Linked DNA regions of Mus musculus: region 2 is linked to region 1. Evidence: chromatin contacts called from public HiChIP or PLAC-seq data. All regions are on one chromosome and are shown on one strand. The core of a region is the stretch at or near the end of the contact, and the rest is flanking DNA. Distances in the headings are between cores, read along the strand shown. Region 1 overlaps Pard3 (par-3 family cell polarity regulator). Region 2 overlaps Nrp1 (neuropilin 1).

Region 1 (7,612 bases), core at 3,271-5,770:
GTCTTTACATGTCTAAATAAAATATGTACATGGGGATCAGAGGACAACTTGGGGTAGTAAAATCTTTCCTTCCAACATATGAGCTCCAGGGACTAAACTCAGGTTCTAAGGTTGGATGGCAAGTGCTTTTACCCACCGATCTATCTTACCAACCCCTTGGTTTACACACACACACATATATGTGTGTGTATATATGTGTGTGTGTGTGTGTATTTAAATCAGTAATAAAATCCAATATGAACGTAAGATAGGTAGGTCCTGTCATCCAATGCTACTGTAGACCCCATGACTGTTCCTAGGCAGGATTCTCTCATGCTGTTCCCAGACTTTTCTAGCCCAATCCAGCATTCCCTTCTCTTTACCTCTCCCGAGGACCCCCACAGTCTTTGCTCTTCCCCTCCTCCCAACCCTCAGCTGTTTCTGGCACCCAAGAGGCAGGAGGCTGCTGGACTTTATGGGTCACAGAGAAAACCAGAAAAGGGTTAGGGACATCTCTCCTAAAGCTATGCTCCTATGCTACTGCTGTGACTGCACAGTCCTCAGCACAGTGGAGCAGGCACACAGGAAGAGGGAGACAAGTCAGGGAGGGTAGTGTGCAGGGACAACGAAGCCAGAACTATGACTGTAGCATGCCTGGATAGCACCACTGAGGAATCTAACATTTCCCTACTGAGGCCTGAGAAGAAACCTGTGACTACAGGTTAGGTAGGGGACAGAGAATGTCTGGGCTGGTGGAATACTTGTCTACCATGTACAAAGCCTGCGGTTTCAGCCCCAGTGGAGACCTCAGGAGGTTGGGAACTGGAGAGGATCTGAGCTACAGGAGACCCTGGCTTAAATTTAAAAGAAGGTAATCTAAAGCGAGCAGCCTTCATATGTTGGACCACCAGGAAGTAGGCTGCCGGGCTGTCTGAGAGGTGTCTGCCACTAACTGCTCATTCTGTTTATCAGGTCCCCTCATATATCCACATTCTAGGCACTTGCATGAATCCTGCAGTAAACCAATTAAAATTCTCATTAAAAGATAAAACCTAAAACTATGTCAATAAATGCTAAACAGGCTTTAAACAGTGTTCACTTTGGAAGGCATTCTAAAGGTATAAAAAAGAAAGAATGTTTCCAATGTTGTGGAGTCTCCTGGGGGGGGGGGGGGGGGGCTCCGCCCTCAGGAGGCCGGCTTGGAAAATGCAGCTAAGTCACTAACAAGTTTGTAGCCCTGCTGCCCTACAGACTGCACTTCAGGAGTTCCCTCAATTTCTACTGCAACAGTAAGGAAAGTGCTTCTGAGATAAACGTGAATTGAAGACACATTCAGTACTGAAATGTCAGTCAGAAGTCTTCACTGACTTGTTACCTGTACGTTTCAGAAGGAATCCACGAGTTTGCCCAGGGACTCTACTTAGGAATACGAGGCTGCTTCTTCAGCAGGAAATTCACACGTACCCACTTGTAAAGTGCTGACCCATCATGACTTCAGCTCACAGGGCATAATGCTTGCCCATAATCCCAGCACTGGAGAAACCCAAGCTAGAACATTACTACCAGTTTTGGATCAGCCCAGGGGACACATAAAGCAAGGTGTCCAAAACAAAAAACAATAACTGCTGACAACAGTTAACTGTTGAACTCTGTGGATTATAAAAACATTCCTCCATGTGGTTGCTGGGATTTGAACTCAAGACAGTCAGTGCTCTTACCCACTGAGCCATCTGACGCCCTATTCTGGTGTGTCCGAAGTTAGGTATAGTGTACCTATGTATAATAATAAATAAATATTTGGGCTGGAGTGAGCAGGGGTCCTAAAATTCAATTCCCAACAACCGCATGAAGTCTCACAACCATCTGTATAGCTACAGTATACTTACATACATAAAATAAATAAATAAATAAATAAATCTAAAAAAATTCCTCTTTGACACCCGTTCAGGAGTACATGAACACACCCAACCTCTGCCCTTTCCGACGTGCTTGAAGGAAAAGGAAAGATGGCTCTAAGGAAAGCTACATTTCGAGAAAGCTAACCAAAATCGTGAAAACGAGTCCTCATTATTTATCAAGGGAGTTTGTAATAATGAAGTATGTGAGTAGATACAGAGGGGCTGTATCTAAAAGCATCATCTAGCTGGGTGTGGTGCGTGCCTTTAATCCCAGCACTCAGGAAGCAAAGGCACTGGATCTCTGTGGGTTCTAGGCCAGCCTAGTCTACATATACTTTTGGGCTAGGCAAAGCTACAAAGTGAGACCCTGTCTCAAAAACAAAAACAAAAACAAAAACAAAAACAAACAAAACAACAAAACCCCAAAAGACAAAAAACAAACAAACAAACAACCCCCAAACAAAAGCAAAAACAAATCAAAAAACCAAGGTACTCACATCTAACTGGTAAGGCACCCATGCTTTTAAAATAACCCTCCCCCTGTAGTCCAGTAAGCAATTCAACCACAAATCAAACCAAAGTAGAAGGGGGAGCAGCTAAGAGGTAAAAAAGGGGCAAGAGAGGGTTCCTGGGGGTGAATATGATTAAAATATATGGGGCTGGAGAGATGGATCAGTGGCTAGTGCTCTTCCCATACACACATGGTGCCTTACAACTGTCTGTAACTCCAGTTTCAGAGGATCTGGGGCCTTGTCCTGACCTCCACAAGCACCAGGCAGGCATATGGTACACATTCATATAGGCAGACAAACACTCATAAGCATAGAATAAAATAAATAAATAAAAAACAAATGAAAAGCATATTATATGCCTGTAGAAAAAAGTCTTAATGAAATCCGTTATTATATATCGCTAAATGTGCTAATAAAAACCTTAGATGCAAAATCTGTATTAAATTATTGATGCCTTAAAATATACATAAAATAAGTCACCACCTTCCTCTATCGTTAAAAAAAGCTCTAAACCATATTTGTATCAAAAGCCACAAAACAATTATAATTTCTATTTATATTTCTGCATTCAGCATACTTTTTAAAGTATAACATTTTATGATCGTATGACCAACACCAGTAAGTGGATATTAAAGGCACAACCCATGGGCTCATTATCTACCTGGTGGTCTCAGAGAAGAAAAGATTACAAAGTATCTAAGTCAAGAGTCTTGAGCCCTGTTCTTTCGTCAACACTGGCATCAGGAAGGTTCCTCATTCTTAGGTCCAGCATCCCATTTCACACTTGTAAGTATCTAAAAAGCACAAAGTAATCTGAGTAAGTGGGCTTCCCCACCCTAACAACAAATCTCCCTGCAACACTGGAAACACTGGAAAACTGGAAACACTGGAACACTGGAAAACACTGGAACACTGCAACACTGGAAACTCTATGGGTAGAACACTATGAAATTTACAGGGAACTTTTCAGATGTACGCATGCAGCTGGGACATCAGTGCTCCTAAACACTGCAAGCAGCTTACCCTTATCTCCCAGTACCACTGCCTTCCCACAGTGACTGATGCTTGGAGTCACCAGCCTCACATAAACTAGGTCTCTGCATTATTGTCCACAGCCATCCCCACTGCTGGTAGAGACAGGAAACTGTGTGGAGCCCAGATCAATAGACATGTCAACAGTAAGCTGCCTAATCTAATTCAGCCTATCTCATCTTGGGGCCCAGAGTCTGCAGTCTGCTCTTAGTGCCTTCTGGCAGGAAATGGTTTGGTAGGTTTAGCCTTCAGAAGTTTATCCTCTAGGCTCTTGGATGTTTACTCAGAGAACGGAGATCTCAAATGTCTTTGAAATGGCAGTGATATACACTGGGCATGTTTGACTTCCCCTGTGTGTAAAACTAAACCTGTGACTCCCCTATTCATATAAATAAATGAATGAATAAATGGATAAATGTGTGTGTGTGTGTGTGTGTGTGTATATATATACACACACACATACAGTTTTTCTGATTCTTTGAGTATTTCACATAATATATTTTGAACTTAATCGCCTCCCTTGCCTCCTTCCTGACCTTTGACCCTTCATGGGAAATTGCTTGGGTACATTCCAAGGTTCAGAATTACCTGAGTTTTTAAACTTATTTCCCTTCCCATCCCATGACATCTTTCTGAAAAGGAAGGGCTCTTCATTTAACATGAGTTTTTCTCTCTTCTTTCACTGCACTGGACAAATGCCTTTCCAGGTCACGAAGTCTCAGATCATGAAGTATGAAGTTCAGTCATGCTTCTTCAGACTTGTGGGGAGCTAGAAATAGTGGGCTGGCTCAGAAGATTATGACTGGCATCCATCACGTCTGGCTTTCCCCCAAGACACTATCAATCATGGGTTAGAGCAAGCCTGTTCTGTCAGAGTCTGTCCTGAACTCCTTATTAGCACATGCAGGATGGTTCGCGTTGTCTCTGTCACCTGGGCACTAATGTTAGCAGCACCAGGACAAACTATGCTTCTATTATTGGCAAATGAAGGGTTCGTGTCCTCACTTCCCACACTTGTGAACACACACACCCTCTTGTGCAAGCCTCAGAACTTCCCCAAGTCTGTGAAAAGGCTGACTCCCCAGCACTGCAGCCTTCACAGGATTCTAGCAGGTGTTCCTGACTGTGTGACCTCACTGTGTGCAAAGCACTGTGGGAAGGGGAACACTGAGGCCATGCCCGAAGCCTGTGTTAAGGCTAGGGAAGACTGGCATGAAGGTGACAAGCTGATGGATGCAATTTAAAATGACACAAAAGAAAAGTTTACACTAGGGAGTCCTAAAGACCACAAGCCTTGAGGGGGGAGGGGCGGGTTTGTGGTTAGTCCCACATTAGTGTGGTCACAGGGGCAGCCATGTTTGGGTTCAGATATGAGACATTCACTGAATTTCTGTCTGAGATCAGGCTTTATTCCAAGCACCAGATCAACTGCTGTGTTGAAGATAAACCCTATACTGCCTCATGGCATCCACAGCTGCAAAAGGGCAGGTGGAGAGCCATCAAGAAATTAACAATATGGCTTCAGAGCTTGCTGAGAGCTTTAAGGGTAGAGTGCAGTACTGAGAGGGTTAGGTGGGGATTGAAGAAATGACCTCAGAGCCAGGTTTGAAGCAACTTCATATGTCAAACCTGGACTTTTCTTCCCCCATGATGTTGCCCTGAAGGTTTACCTGGAGAACCAAGAGCAGGAAAGACACCACATAGAATCAACCTCCCATGCACTATACTATTCTGGAAAGCTCTATAGAACAGATATGACTTACTTGAGTTGCTATTCTTTATAGGAGGGTTGGCACATAGTACTGTGTTCTTGTTGTTAGATGGATGAAGGGAGGAACAGAAGGGAAAACAATAAACCTCATGAGGAACCCATATTAACCAACCCTCAGGAAGAGGGAGGACCAGAGGACCACACTGCTGATGGTGAAGGCCGATGGCCACCCTCACCCGGCCCCTTCTGTATCATCCGTTATGGTAAATGGTGACCTCATGGAGCACTGAAACTCTCCATTCACAAGTGAACATGCAGAGCACAAACACGCCCTGGTTAACAGGGAGGTGAGGAGCACTTGGACCTGATTCACCTGGTGCCAGGTAAGCAATAAGCTCACAGTGTTCACAGGCTGCTGGACTAGGTAGAGAGTAACATAACTGGAATTTCATTCTGGTTCCTTTAAGAATCTCTTCATGCAGCTGTCCAGGCTGTACACTGTCTAGATCACAGTATCAGTCTGTAATTGAGGTAACAATTCTGTAGCAAACAGTAACTCTGGGTTTAAAAAGATGCCCACGAATGGTAAATGATGTTTGTGAAAACAGGTGCCTTCTCAAATTGATACAAAAAGAATGCCCTGTTGCCTATTAATGGAGCTGATGACAGGTGTGTAGAATTCAAAAGAGGTGGGAGCAAAACTGTGCATGCTGGGGCACAGCTCATATCCATTGTCCAAGTGTCACTGTGCCTTGGATCTGCCGAGTCTACCAGTCAACACTGAGTATGCTTCAAGTTACCAGAGGATTTGGGGAATTGGTTAAAGGTACCATAGCATTCCCAAGAGCCCACACGATCACCGTTATTAGGTTTGTTGGGAGACAGTGTCTCCTTTCTCTTTATAATGCCCAGGGTTACTTCTAAGTCTCAAGCCTCCCAAGTGCTAGGTTTACAGTGTGAGCCACCCAACCTAGCTGAAAGCCTATCTTAAATGCTTCTGTTAAAAATAAAAACCCAGTGTCTGGGGCACTGGTTTGGTGGGTAGAGTCGTCACCCAGTATACACAAAGCCCTAAGTTTTATCTCCAGCACCACAGGTATCATGCTTAGCTATATTGGGAATTTAGGGATAGCCTGAGCTACATGAGATCCTGTCTCAAAAATGAAACAATACAACACAAACAAAAGTCAAAATCCATTACAGGTTTATACATTTTTAGTTTCCTTTTTTTTTTTTTTTTTTTTTTTTGGCAGATAGGTCTATCCATGTAAAACAAAAACCATAATAGTACAGTTAGTTACCTTTCTCTCTGGATTTCCAGGTAAGTTCAGCTTCTCTTGTTCTCTAAAGTTAATTATAGAAGGTGAGAGGGCCCAGAGCCCATCTGTGGCAAAGATATAGCAGAAAAGTCCTACTATGGATGTCTAGAGCAGTGGTTCTCAATCTGTGGGTCACAATACCTTTGGGGGTCACATATCAGATATCTTGCATATCAGATATTTATATTACTATTTGTAACATTAGCAAAATTTGTTATGAAGTAGCAATGAAATTATTTTATGGTTGGGAGTCACCACAACATGAGGAACTAACTGTATTAAAGGGTCACAGCATTAAGAAGGAAGATGGTTGCGAACCACTGTTCTAGAGGAACAGAATGGGAGCTAACTCCATTAGCAGAAATAAAGTGGAAATTCTAGGGGCAGTGGTTGCATGCACGTATTATGTTACATATTTTAAATGATGACTAAAACTCGGTAGAAACCTATCATTGCTGCTCTCTCCTACACTGAAGGACTAAGCTGCCACACCCCTCATTACAAAACAAAGGCCCTTTTGCAGGTACAAAGCTCAACAGGGACTGTCTTAATTGGGCTGGTAATGGGAACTAGCTGAAGACAGTCCCTGTTCATAGCAGGTCTCTGGAGACGTTAGCACTCCATAGACTGCAGTCTGAAATTTCTCACTGAGCCTGTCTCCAGCTGTCCCCTAGCTTTGACATTAGCCTTATAGATCACCTCTAAGTCAATCATTTTGTTTCCATCAAAGGTCACGTTGAATTGCTTCCTGCCTCTGTGAGCCTCTTGCTTTGCTCTACAGTAGTAATAATGTGCTTAAATTAAGACTTTGGCACTGTAATGAGTTATACAATTTGAAAGCAAAACACTCCCATTTCTACCCTAAGATCTTCTCAACCAGAGGCAAGGGGACCTCCTGTGGCCACAAGGGAACAGAGTGGCTGCTGGAAGCCTCCATGGCTGGAAGCATAGTCAGATAAATGACTTGCAAATTAAAAGAAACATTTTCATGGCTCAGTGTGGCAGCCTGCTTTTGGGGATATAAGGTTAAAAGTGAACAATAAACCTTTTAAGGTTATTGAGAGTAAATTATTAACACACTTCACCTTCCGTTTGTCCTTTCTGGCATCCCAGAGATTACTGATGGCTGCCCCACTCCTACAACTTGTAAATCAAAGGAGA
Region 2 (7,612 bases), core at 2,697-5,196, 870 kb before region 1:
CAGCAGCATACAGAGGGGAAGTGCCTCACTTGATCCTGGTTTCTACAACCCACAAGCTGTGAGTCTCTTGTTTTTGTAGGACATTGTGGTGGCTTGAATGAACTCTGTCTCCCACTGGCTCCAGTATTTGAACACTTGGTTTCCAGTCGATGGTGTTGTTTTTCAAGGTAGTGCAACCTTGCCGGAGGAAGCACACCACTGAGGTTGGGCTTTGACAGTTCACTACTTCACCCCACATTCTGTTTTCTCTCTCTGCTTGGTGTTTCAGGTTGAAGATATGATCTCTCAGCTTCCTGTTATAGCTACATTCGGCCAACTCCCTCAACTCTCTTTATGGACTCTTCCTCTGGAGTCATGAGCCAAAATAGACTGTTCCATACATTGTCTTGGTCACAATGTTTTATCACAGCAGCAGAAAGTAGTCAATACATATGCAGACAGGGATGATTCTGCAACATTACTTGGGACTTTGTGAATTTTACTTCCTGCCTCTTTTGTCAGGTGTTCTAAGAAAATGACTCTTCCTTCAAGCCATGGAGTTTGAGGGTGGAGATTTGCTGACCATACCCTGGTGATTTGCTGAGATCTTGTACTAGGTATTTCTCCATGGCCTTAGGTGTCCTAATCTTTGTGATTGCTGGAGTATTGTAGTCATCTGGGATATGTCCTCATAGCCCTAGGTACCTGTCCCCTTGGTGATTACTGGGGTATTGCAATCAGCTGGGATATGTCCTCATACCCCTAGGAAATCAGATTCTTTTTTTGTTCTTAAAAAAATGTTTCTTGGAGCTTTTCTCTTAGGAAACTGGTGCCATGTTTTCTGTTGATCATACAAATCAACTATTTTCAGTGAAATTATTTGCCAGATCTCCTGCCCTTGTGCCCAATTTAATCCCAACAACACACACCCATATTATTTGAAGACCTTGAGATTCTCAGGACACTTTTTCAGTTGGTGAAAGGTTACTTCTAAGACAACATCATCTTATCTCACTAGCAGCATATGGAACACACATTAAATTTATTTCTCCCCTAGATGAGTGGGGACTCCTTGTACAATGGCCTTATAGTCTCTGCTTCACTGGGACTTATCTATCACCCGGGCAACATGGGCTTCAGGGATGTAAAGAATGGATGTACACAGCTGGCTCCCAGCCCCCATATTGTCTTAGGCCCATTCCTCACAACCCACTCTGGAACCTGAGAAATGCTTCATGAATTTTCAGCTTGAAACTGAAAGGCCCACTGACAGTATATAATGCCTGAGCTACCAACATCTCCCTGTGCTTCTGTCTTGCAACAAACTTTTGAGGATTAAGGCTTATATTTATTCACAGTCCACTAGGCACACTGTAGACTCCATATAGACACAGCTCCTACATTATCCTAGGTATGAGTTGGAATATATCTAGAATCTAAGTTCCCTATTCTTTAAACTAAACAAAACCACCCTCTGCCACAGCTATTACCATCACTGTTATTGACGTCTGCTACTCATTGAACAGTCCCTTGTGCTGGGAATTTCTCTAGGCACTCTTGCTGAATGATCTCATGTTTTAAATTTTTTATTTATGATTTATTTTTATTTTTTATGTGTATGGGTGTTTTGCTGCATGTATAGCTGTGTTCCATGTGCATGCCTGGTGCCAGAAGACAGTGTCAGATCTCCTAAGACTGGAGTAACAGATCTTGTGAGCTACCGTGTGGGTAGCTAGATATTGAAAATGGGTCTTCTTGCAGAGCAGCCAGTGCTACTAACCACTGAGATTTCTCTTCAGCCCCTGAATAATCTCATTTTATATTCCAGTCACCTCAAAAGCCAGGTACTATATTTAGCACCACCTTGAAAGCAAAAGGGCTTTGGGGTGTTCCATGTCCCACAGTCTCAGCATGAGCAACTCATGGTTTGGGCTCTGAAAACCATACCATACTTCAACTGAACCTGCATTACCTTCTCCTCACAGTAGTGACAACCTGCACCGAAGAGTCACCCCTCCTTCCACAGCCCCAGTCCTCCTAAGCAGGACTATCAGTCCAGAACGATAGATACAGCACACTTACTGTGGGACAGACTGCTGCAGGTTCCTTAGTCCCTTCTGTTCACCAGAAATGTCTCTAATCCTTGCCCAAGATCCATCCCAAGGTTTCCATGCGCAATGACCAAGACTGTTTTATCTATTCCCCTCTTCTCCCTCCGTCCCTCTTCCTCCTGTTCTCCCTCCCCCTCCCTCTTCCTTCCCCATCTGGTGTGTTCAGACACACTTGCATGTGCATGTAAGTATAAGTGTCATTTTTCAGGAAACACCCATCCTGTTTTTTGAGACAAGGTCTCTACCTGAGCTGACTATACCAGCCTCAGAGTAAGACCAACCAGCCTCAGAGACCTTCCTGTCTCCACTTCCTAAGTGTTGAGATCACAAATACGCACCATCATATTCTATATGGGTTTACAAAATTTCTGTGGAGAACTGATTTTCAGAGGTGAGAATCAAAAATATACATATAAGTAGCTGTAGACTCGTTGGAATATCAGTAGCACATCTGTTTGTCCCTGTTCATACTCTGAATTATAAAACGCTCACCATGTCTATTAAAGAGAAACTTCCCTCCTTTTAGAGTTTGGTTCAGGACTGTCCCTTACAGGTGCCTGTGATAAAGGCTTGGTCCCCATCTTGGTGCTATGGAATCTAACAGTTTGGGCCAAGTAGGAGATCTCTAGGCCACTGCAGTGCGTTTCACAAGGGACTAGAATGACCTCAGTCCCCTTTTTTAATGTCTTATCACAGGTGAACAATTTGTTTCTGTATATTTCTCCTTACTTCAGGCCTAGAGAAATAAGGCCAAGTAACTGTTGTCCAAAACTGAGCCAAAATAAACATATCCTCTCCATATATTGATTGTCTCAGGTATTTACTACACTTTGGGAAAACTGACAGACATATCTAACAGGAGGATGCTGCCACTTGCTCTTGAGTGTGTGAACAGGTTGAGTACTCCTTTTCACTAGGTGACTGCCCATTCTCTCCTCCCTGTGAGCAGATCAAAGCCTAGAGCCAGAAGTCATTTTCACAGGAAGGAACAGAAAGGTAGCATTATTCACACTGAGTTCACACCAGTTCTCACCTGAACTGCACTTGTGCTGGTGACAGCGTTTTCAGGGTTGTGTGTTAGGAATAAGCAACAGTCTCAGGGCTGTGTGTCTAGGGAATATGATTTTGCGTGGCCTGAAAGCCTTTTGTTTTGCTGCTCTCCCATAACATTCCAGCCCAGATTTCCCCTTAGCCTGATATTTGGGAGGTTATGTGGAATGAGAGGACCTATGGAGTAGGATTTTCATGAATGAATTGATGACAGAGACTAAAAATTACAACCTCCCAAATGCCATGTATGAGCAACATGTAAACAGTCTTTAATTATCACCTGCAGGGGTGGGGTCACAGAGTGTCACCTGCTAAGCAGAGTCTGGGGTCTGGAAGACAGATGGGGATCTCTGCTCAAACATGATTTCTTCTACACCGAGCCAGCTGGTAATGTCAGTGTCTTCTCTAGTTGGCCTGTTACTGTGATGACAGAGTAATCACTCTAATTTCTATACTGAAACACAGTCAATACTCACTCTGCAGTGTGGATAGAGAGCTGGTAGGGGCAGCTCAACCACAGGTCATGTAGTTTGGATGGGTGGGGGTGTTGGTTGGTGGCGGGCAAGTGTGGAGCGTGCATGATACCCTGGGTATAATCTCTGGCACTCAGAAATAAAATCTACAAAGAGTAGCAGGGTTTCATCAAGCTTTTGTGTGTGTGTGTGTGTGTGTGTGTGTGTGTGTGTGTGTGTGTCTTTGTCCCCCTCCAATAGACACAGCAGAAAGTTTCCATACAGAAAGAATATCTGAATCTAAGTGGCAATGTGGTGACACAGGAAGTCTGCTGATGAAGAAGTGGCCTAGTGACTTCTGACAGCAAACCCATATAAAAACTTCACATTTTAATGTTGTTATCCTCTCTCCACCCAGCACAAGACTTACGATTAGACTTTTAATCAAGTCCTTCTAACCTGCTCCTTCCTGCCCTCTCAGTTCCTGTGATAGGCAGACTCCTTCCTGGGCTCTTCCTGTTTGGACTCTTGGCATAAGAGCTGAGGCTCCTGACCTGCCTTGGGCCAAGTTTTCAAAGCCTCCCCCACTCCCCTGAGTCTGTAAACAGGAAAGGTTTCCTCTGAGATTGAGGTTTCTTCTTGGTCCTCAGATGGCTGTAGGATAAGGACTTCCCATTGCCTGCCATGAAAGCCTTCCAATTTAGATTCACTAGAGGGAATGCTCACAGGGATACATGACAGAGAGGCCAGGCCTTGCCAGGGAGGACAACGCCTGAAGACAGGCTATAGGAGGAATGGGTGAAGTGTTGGTTACATTAAAGAGGTGGATCCTAGAGAAACAAAGGTCTCCCAGTAGTGGCTTAGGCTGAGGAAGCAGGGGATTCACAGCTACAGTTACAGGAGGCAAATGGATCAGATTTCAGTTCAGCTTGAGAGGGAACCCCAGAGATGCAAGGAGTGATCTAGCAACCTAAGTATCACAGGTTTGGAGCTAAAGACCACCTATGCCCTCAGAGTGAGCAAGCACTCTGTTTTTAGGAAAGGGGTTCAATTCATTCATGAAAATCCTAGTGCTATGAACATAGTGGAGCATACGTACTTGGTATGCACTGGAGCATCTTTTGGGTATAAGTCAGAGACACTCATCCATAAAAAGGACTGATTTATGTGTGTTTTCAGTTTGGCTGTGTTATAGTTGCAGCTAATGTTTCCAAAGTTGGATGACATCTTTGTCTAAGGCATCTAACCTTTTCATCTGTGGTTTCATTAGAATCTCTTTCATTCAGGAAAAAAAAATATATATATATTTTTAATTTTTAAGACATCGGTAAGAAGGACACATGCTCCACTACGTTCATAGCAGTCTTATTTATAATAGCCAGAAGCTGGAAAGAACCCAGATGTCCCTCAACAGAGGAATGGATACAGAAAATGTGGTACATTTACACAATGGAGTACTACTCAGCTATTAAAAAGAATGAATTTATGAAATTCCTAGGCAAATGGATGGACCTGGAGGGCATCATCCTGAGTGAGGTAACCCAATCACAAAAGAACTCACATGATATGTACTCACTGATAAGTGGATATTAGCCCAGAAACTTAGGATACCCAAGATATAAGATACAATTTGCTAAACACATGAAACTCAAGAAGAACGAAGACCAAAGTGTGAACACTTTGCCCCTTCTTAGAATTGGGAACAAAACACCCATGGAAAGAGCTGAGACGAAAGGATGGACCATCTAGAGACTACCATATCCAGGGATCTATCCCATAATCAGCCTCCAAATGCTGACACCATTGCATACACTAGCAAGATTTTGCTGAAAGGACCCTGATATAACTGTCTCCTGTGAGGCTATGCCGGGGCCTAGCAAGCACAGAAGTGGATGCTCACAGTCAGCTATTGGATGGATCACAAGGCCCCAATGGAGGAGCTAGAGAAAGTACCCAAGGAGCTAAAGGGATCTGCAACCCTATAGGTGGAACAACAATATGAACTAACCAGTACTCCCCAGAGCTCGTGTCTCTAGCTGCATATGTATCAGAAGATGGCCTAGTCGGCCATCAGTGGAAAGAGAGGCCCATTGGTCGTGCCAACTTTATATGCCTCAGTACAGGGGAATGCCAGGGCCAAGAAGTGGGAGTGGGTGGGTAGGAGAGTGGGGGGAGGCATGGGGGATTTTTGGGATAGCACTGGAAATGTAAATGAAGAAAATACCTAATTAAAAAAAAATGACAGAGTCTCCAGTATCTCAGGCCACACTTGAGTTTGCTATGTAGCTAAGAGATTTCAGGTATGTGCCACCACACTTGGTTTATGTGGTCCTGAGAATGGAACCCAGGGCTTCCTACATACTCCATGAGCACTCTACTAACTGAGATAATCCCTATCCCCTATTTTGCATTTATTTTTTGATGGTTCACCTATCAAGAGTGAATGGAGGAAGCCATCAAAGCCTTTTATGCTTTTTCTAAATTGGAAGACAAAATGGGAGAGCTTCAGGTCCAGCAGCTCTAGGTCAGAGGGTCACAGTCTATGAGAAGGAAAGAAATGTAAAAAGGCTCATACTGGGTACCAGCTTAGAAGACAAGTACTTTATGCTTCACTTGGAGCAGTTACCATCTTGGGCTGTAAAATATGTTAACGAGTACTGCCTCCCTTGTTGGCTGTGACACTGTTGTGAACAACAAACTAGGCAGTGTGCAGCTCCAGTGTCTGCCTTGGTATTGTGTAATACACAAAAGGGGGCTTTCTGTATGGCAGTCGGCAATATTGTCATGGAGATGAGAAACTAAAAGGAGCAGCTTTTGTTTTCTCTACATTACGAGACTCTTTTTCCTCTGAGATATGATGGAGGGACTCAAGCAGGTCATAGGAGGGAGGAAGCACTTCCTGTGTGGTACATGGCTGTTCTGGGGGAACAACTAAATACAATTTGGTTCATACATAAACAAAGGCCCAAACGGCCGAGAGCAACTGAAACACATTATAGTAATTAGTTTAGGAGTTGACCCAAGACATGTTCTCATTAAAATTCTTTCTATTTTTGGTTTCCATTCCGTCATCTTCCTCTGATTTACTTTATTGGACTGGAACCCCTGCCCCAGATGAACCATGCCACTTCTGGGGGAAGGGTTAAAAAAGAAGAAGAAGAAAAAAGTGGAGAGTGAGGGAGAAAATAGGATTGGGAGAGACCCTCAGACAGTTGCCTTCCACGAGCTCTCTCAGCATCTCTTCCTGCTCTGTGAGACCCTGAAGATCTCTGCTAAAAGGCCCCATTCACTTAGTCACTCCCTATTTTTATTAGTCTTCAGTACCCAAGGCCCTGAAACTCAAGTGCATATTGCCTGTCCCTGAGCAGCCATCCCAATGACATTATCCCAGTCAAGCATTGAGATGATCTAGGTCTTTCATGACATCCTCTGAAATGAAATGAAAATAACTTCATGGCAGCCAGAGGCCACATGACTGACACTCGGTCCTTGACTTGACCCTATTTATTCACATTCCAGTTCCTTCTGGGTGGGAGTCTCTAAAGCTATGTGTGATCTTCCAAGTACTTGGCTGGTGCTCAAAAGCTTCTAGAAAGATACTCATTGCTGTTTTCAGGTTGTCCATCCACCACAAGTTCAAACATAGAAGAAAACGATATGCTTCCATTCTAGGCAATAGAAATGAAAGCACAAAAGCATCAGGAACTCCAGACAATGTCAAGCAAGCAGGCAAGACAGCCTTTTGTAACTTCAGAGTGTTGATTTACTCTAGAACAGTGGTTCTCAACCTTCCTAATGCTGAGACCCTTATGTTGTATTGACCCCTGACTATAAAATTATTTTACTTCCTACTTCCTAACTGTAATTTTACTACTGTTATCAATTGTAATGTAAATATCTGATATACATCTCCCATGAAATCTCTTATGAAAATTGTAAGACTTGTCCTTCATGCCCACCCTATCCTTGAGGATGACATGGAATAAGTTATAATGCCTCCAGAGGACTAGCTGTAAAGGG

The links. HiChIP or PLAC-seq counts read pairs in DNA pulled down with a chosen protein or histone mark.
Region 2: a contact with region 1 is called in an H3K27ac HiChIP or PLAC-seq map of T-cell acute lymphoblastic leukemia, with 8 times the contacts expected there. The contact joins two enhancer-like sites. A contact is called at or near these places in 3 of 484 Hi-C or Micro-C datasets (CD4 T cells, bone marrow-derived macrophages and nephron progenitors) and 6 of 115 datasets of contacts at active chromatin or transcription factors (T-cell acute lymphoblastic leukemia, bone marrow-derived dendritic cells, bone marrow-derived macrophages and 2 more).

The regions. Positions count from the first base shown.
Region 1 is chr8:127,512,174-127,519,785 of GRCm38.p6, reverse strand. All of the region lies in intron 22 of Pard3 (par-3 family cell polarity regulator), which reads right to left. Among named protein-coding and RNA genes, the nearest start is that of Gm51558, 41 kb to the right of the region's middle. Within about 2 kb of position 4,520, at least 49 of the 459 cell types and tissues checked have an H3K27ac peak or open chromatin away from gene starts, as enhancers often do. A contact at or near this core is called in T-cell acute lymphoblastic leukemia, where this site is marked.
Region 2 is chr8:128,383,950-128,391,561 of GRCm38.p6, reverse strand. The region is part of intron 2 of Nrp1 (neuropilin 1); the gene reads right to left. Among named protein-coding and RNA genes, the nearest start is that of Mir1903, 29 kb to the right of the region's middle. Within about 2 kb of position 3,946, at least 25 of the 459 cell types and tissues checked have an H3K27ac peak or open chromatin away from gene starts, as enhancers often do. A contact at or near this core is called in T-cell acute lymphoblastic leukemia, where this site is marked.